Linked DNA regions of Hordeum vulgare: region 1 is linked to region 2. Evidence: chromatin contacts called from public Hi-C data. All regions are on one chromosome and are shown on one strand. The core of a region is the stretch at or near the end of the contact, and the rest is flanking DNA. Distances in the headings are between cores, read along the strand shown. Region 1 holds the start of LOC123405965 (plant intracellular Ras-group-related LRR protein 2-like). Region 2 holds the start of LOC123406135.

Evidence for each region. Hi-C and Micro-C count contacts between places; a contact is called where the count stands out from the background.
Region 1: a contact with region 2 is called in a Hi-C map of seedling, with 3 times the contacts expected there. The contact joins the promoter of LOC123405965 here to the promoter of LOC123406135 in region 2. A contact is called at or near these places in 2 of 6 Hi-C or Micro-C datasets (leaf and seedling) and 1 of 1 datasets of contacts at active chromatin or transcription factors (embryo).

Annotation. Positions count from the first base shown.
Region 1 is chr6H:325,586,746-325,589,706 of MorexV3_pseudomolecules_assembly, reverse strand. LOC123405965 (plant intracellular Ras-group-related LRR protein 2-like) reads right to left here and starts at 1,683. Exons shown (of 3, transcript XM_045099473.1): 1 at 988-1,683; 2 at 518-684; 3 at 1-379. The coding sequence starts at 1,683.
Region 2 is chr6H:325,046,559-325,049,523 of MorexV3_pseudomolecules_assembly, reverse strand. LOC123406135 reads left to right here and starts at 1,381. Exons shown (of 2, transcript XM_045099616.1): 1 at 1,381-1,627; 2 at 1,730-2,123. The coding sequence starts at 1,490. The coding sequence ends at 1,882.

The sequences.
Region 1 (2,961 bases), core at 434-2,933, 540 kb before region 2:
GTCCACGCAGAGCCGCTCAAGCCGGTCCATTCTTCCGAAGCAGTCCGGCAGCGCGTGTATCTGGTTGTTGCTGAGGTCGAGGTCGCGAAGGCCGACCAGGTCGCCGAACGACGCCGGCAGGTCCCGCATGTCGCTGAAGTTGCTACTCAGGTTGAGCGACTCAAGCGCCACCAGTTTGCCGAAGGAGGAGGGCAGGCCGCGGAGCTCGTTGAAGTGCGCATCCAGGAGGCGCAGGGACCGCATCTCGCAGATGGAGGACGGCAGCTGACGCAGCTTGTTGAGCTGCACCCAGAGCTTCTGCAGGTTCACCAGCTCGTGGCCGATGCCCGTCGGGAGGTACGCCAGAACGTTGTAGCTGGCATCCAGCTCCACCAGTGACCTGGAGTCCCGAATTGAGACGATTAGCGAGCATTTCTAGCTAGTTTACAGTGCAAACTGGAATGGGTCTAGCTAGCGCCAAGAAGGAAGATGCCTTGCGAATGCATGCATGGGGGGCTATGGCTGGCTGGTTGGTCACCTGCATTTTGAGATGCTGTCGGGCAGAGATCTGAGCTTGTTGCCAGAGACGTCCAGGACCTTCAGGTTGGAGAGGAGCCCGATGGAATCCGGGAGGGAGACCAACACATTGGAAGCGAGGCGGAGTTCTTCCAGATGTTCAAGCCCGCCTATGGCATCGGGGACAGCCTGCAATCTCCATGTAAAACCACCGGTAAGCACTGTGCTATGTGTATTGCCGAACCAAATTACCCTTGTGCCTTGTGGAGAAACAGGATTTGCAACGTGCAAGTAAACTATGGAAATCCATTTTCCTTGTTACACGTATATATAGAGCCTCAAATCAACCTAACGTTCGAAGGCCCGAATTTCCCGGATCGGACGAACGATTACCAGAATCTCCCATCGATCGATCGTACTCCTATATACTCTGTACGTGTGATATATGCATGGGGATGGGGAGAGACGGAGGCGGCGTTAGCAAACCCTGACCTGGAGATGGTTGCGCGAGACGTCGAGCACGAGGAGGCCGCGGATCCGGCCCAAGGGCTCAGGCAGGTGGCGCAGCTGGCGGTCGGCGAGGCGCACCTGCTCCACCGCCCTCCCTTCCTCCGCCTGCTTGAGCAGCCTCACCACCTCCTCGTCCACACCGCCCGATCCCTCGTCCTCCCCTCTATTGCCGCCACCTCCCACCACGTCCCTTCCGTGCATCGCCATCCGGTACACCCGCTCCAGCTTCTCCTCCGCCTGGCGCAGCAGGGCCCCGTAAGCCTCGTGCTCCTCGTCTAACCGGAGAAGCTCTTGGCTCGCCACCACCTTCTCGTAGATCTCCTCCTGATTCCCCAATCCGGCGAGGTTTCCATGGGAGTACGAGAGGAGGAAGGCACGGGAGGAGTCGAGCAGCTCGTGGTCGGGGCGGGGGCCGAGGTGGCGGATCGCGTCGCGGGCGCAGGTGATGTCGGCGACTGCGCGCGTCATGGAGGCGAGGACGGACGGATGTCGGAGGCCAGGCATGCGCTCCACGAGCTCGAACTCCGCGGGGCCCGACGGGGCGCGCGGGGACGGGGACGGCGGCGGAGGCTGTTCAAGGTCGCGCGGGGAGGAGAGCCTCGGGGACCCCGTCTTGATCGAGGGGAGGCGGGAGAGCACATAGGAGAGGATCGGGTGCGAGTTCGGCGACGGATCCATGGCGGCTGCGGAATGGAGGTTCCGGCTTGAAGCTGAGGCCGGGGATCGGAATTCGGAAGAGACGAAGAAGAAGATAGCGGGCGGCAGATCCCTCAAGGATTCCGATATTTATATGTGGCGGGGAAGTTGTGTGGGCTGACTGTTCAACGCATGCGTGTCTACGCCGTTGGACCGACTAGCAACGGTCCGGATGCAGCGTCGCATGCCGCCCTGTCATGTGGTCTACGTACGATTTAAGTTAAGTTAGGCTTTATTTGCCCAAATTTGGAATCCCATTTGGCAAACTTAATCTGTTTGGGGCAATTCATTTCATATTTGACCGTCCATGTCGGAAACTGTTCGATATCCCCGTCTACTTGCTCATAAAATAGTACTTCTTCCGTCCCACAATGCAAGACATTAATTTAAATAAACTAAATAAAGAGTACTTACTATGTAGTTTATGAGTCAAGATTAAACTAAAGAGTGGAATGAACTAAACTAGCCTAGTGCATATTCCCTAATATGGTCCACGTGTGATAATTTGAACGGTGGGCATCGATGTTTCTATTCTTGGGAGTTGGGAAAAGATGACCGCCGATGCTTGTGATCCAGGAGGCACGCGTGGATAAGAACGTGAAGATGATTTTTCGGTGCATCAAAGCACAACGCCGTGCGACAAAGATGGGCACCGCCAAGCTCCCACAGTTTGGACCTCCCTCAAGATGGTTCCGGAATTTTGACTTTCAACCATGTAATCAAGCAAGTAATAAAACAGAAATATACGAAGGATCAAGATGGGTTGGGGAGGACATCGAGAGATGTTTCCGTGCATCGATCGATTATCTAGAAAACAGGATGTTACAGAAATTCTACCATGTGATACGCCCTAAACATAAAACGTGGAATATCAATTCTGCCATGCACATGAGAAATACTCTCTCTCTCTCTCCGTGTCTCTATGTGAAAAGACCTAAGGAATAACAAGTCCTTACGAGTACATATTTATAAAAATTGTATTTAAAATCTTTCATTTATAATGCACTGTAAGCATAGGTCGATGTCGCCTCTAGACCTTCACCTCGACAAGAATAACTTTTTAAAACATCAAAATTTATAGAAGCAGAGGGTGAAAAGTCATCGATGTAAACCATAAGACACTAATGGCGCAAATGGCTGCCCCATAGAAAAGAACATTGATAAGGGCAATACCACGAAAGCCGACTAAATCCGGTGGATCCCAAAAGAACCACCCAAGATACAACTTCATATGGCTTCCACCGGTGAAAACATACCGGT
Region 2 (2,965 bases), core at 132-2,631:
CGCAAGTACACACGCATATTAATTAGTAGCATGCATGCATGCGCTTTTGACTATTCCTAGTAATCAGGTAGTAGGAGGTGCAGGATTTACATGCTAGGTAACCATTATTTGTTAACCTCTCACACAATTTTTTTATTCATATATAGTGTACTAATACATATGAAATAATTGGTCTTCAGATATGTTTAAATGACAAGCACGGCAAAATAACGAGACAATTGTATTCACAATAACTGACAAGCTTATATAAGGCAACTGAGTATAGTTTTATCCATATATAATATACTAGTACATATGAAAATAACTGGCCACTGCATATAACTTAAATGGCATGGGTTGCAAAATAATACGACAATTAGTATTTATAATAATTGACAAGTTTATATAGACAACTGAGTTGAATTAATTTGATAAGAAAAACAAACACCACAACAACTAGGTCTTAGAACAATCAAATGTCATTTTATGACACAACACACCAATCAGATAGAATTAAATTAATAAGTACAGCAAAACAACACACAAACTATTCTTTACAATAACTGACAAGTTGCATGAGATTGTATGGCAACTAGGTAGAAAGAAAGTGATAAGAACACCAAAAAAACTATCGTAAATAGGATTATATAAGCACCGACAAGCTTTATGAGATAATATGACAACTAGGTAGGATTAACATGGCAAGAACATCAAAACATTCTGTGAATTGCATTTTATAAACACATAATCTTTGTATGAAACGACATAAAAAATATAGCAATTAAGTTTATTTTATCCGGCAAGTAAGTGGTTAATAATATGGTAAGTGAGTGAAAGAATATGGCAATTATCAGATGGAAAAAAAGTTATCGAAACATGTCGATATGGGATCTTGTTTCGAAGATCTTATCGCGATAAAGTCAACGATGAAAACAGATCATCGATTGAATCAACGGTTATAAAGATAAAATATTTTAAATTTCAAACATTAGAAGCATATTTAGGATGTGAACAACAACCGCCGCACGGGAATGCCAACATGCAGCGCCGCTGCCTAGTTGAGTCCTTTTTTCTTTAAAATGTAAAGGATTTATTTTTATCCTTCATACGAATAGGAATACATTCCTACTCCCTCCATAAACTAATATAAGAGCATTTAGAATGCTATTTTAGTAATCTAATCGCTCTTATATTACTTTACAGAGGGAGTACAAACCAGGGGGCTTCAACGATTTTTTTTCTTGCAAAATTCCTATCTTTAGTATTCCTCCAAATGGAGGCCTTCTTCGTACTGGGGATGGGCTGGGCCAGAAAGCCAGCCAGCCAGGCGCTGCTGCTCGCCCAGCAAATCCCAGCCCACTGTGTTGGAACGAAACTGCCGAAGGGAAAAAACCTCGACGCCGTCGGCCGGTCACATTTCAGTAGGAATAGCCTTCGCCAGTCGAATTCCTCTCTCCCTGCCCCCCAAAACCGAACTAGCGGCGGCGGCGAAGTGGTTGGTGGAGAGGAGATGCTGCGATTCCCGGCGCTGATGCGGCAGTGGCCGTCGCCGCCGCTGATTCCGGCGTCCACACTCCTCCCCGTGCCCGCAACTACCCAGGAGGACGAGCTCCTCCTCGCCATGGCCGAGTCCGACCTCGAAGACAAGGTACCGCTGCCCTTCCCCTTCATGTCCGTGTCCTTCGTCCCCACCGCACCCCGCAGCTCTAACGCCTACCCCGCTCTGCTCTTACTTGCTCTCCCCTCTCAGCTGAACGCGATCCGCAAGACCAACAGCAACCTGGTGATCATAGGCAAGCCCACCAACGACGTGAAGGAGGAGTACGACGCGGAGGTGGAAGAGGACGACGTCGACAACGTTGACGAATCCGACGGGGACGATTTCGACCAAGAAACCGGCTGAGCCGTCCGGCTCCCCCAGGCTCCAGTCCCAATACGTTGGCCTTTCTGCAAAGCAATCTGTACGCTTGTTGCAGCCCGAGATCCCCAATTATCTCTAGTTGTTACTAGATCAATTTGTGCAAGCTATCATACTTTACTTTGCTACATGGTGTTTCGACGATTCGGGGGGTTTACCTACCCTTGGATTAGCTCGTTAATGCTGTCAGGTATTTATCGAAACACCGATATGAATCATTTCTCTATGTGAATGCCTTACCGCCTTGTGCTTCTTGGCCACGTTTCTTTACAGCTGAGTCAATGATAATCTGATATTGGGTATCTGCGTTTGGAAGCTAGGGACACGTGATTCACTAATGTGCTCCTTGTATTCCTTTCTGAAGCAGCACCATGTATGTAAATTGTGATGGTCAATCTATATTTAGTGTTATGGATAGGGACAAGGGGGTGACCGCCCTAGAGATGGAATATTAGAGACAGAGGTCGGATTCAATTTGAGATAGGGTTCAATGTTTGACCACTCCAGTTACATAACACATGGGTGCCAAGTAGATCATCTCTATGTAAGAGGAAGCATTTACCAAGTATTGGGAAGCAATGGATCAATTATGAACTTATGGTTATTGGTGAGGACCAAGTCGTAGCCCAGTTGCGTGTCTGCACCTGCCTAGGTTCGTCTCCTAGTGGAGTGGACGCAAAATTAGCCACATTGGTTAAATTTCAGTAGATTCCTTTCCAGGGCCTCTCATTCTCATTCTCATTAAATTTCAGTTGGTCTAAAAAATTGTGAGTGTTTCGTGGTGTAGCTTAGTCTAGCTATCCTGCTATGACCCAATGATCATTATAGCAGGACCAGCACATGCAGGAAGAAGTGGAACGACACAACGGCGATGATCAAGTAAGCCGTGAAGCGTGAAGTAGTGGAGGACATGAAGTAGCTGCTAGAAGTTTTAGGCGTCGAATCAGGTGGAGAAAGTACATGGCTACATACATGCGCATCACTGTTGATGGCGAAGGGTGCCCTGATCCTGGTCCATCCTCTAACCCGTGGTAAATATTAGTAAAGCTTCGACGTGCCATCTTCCGC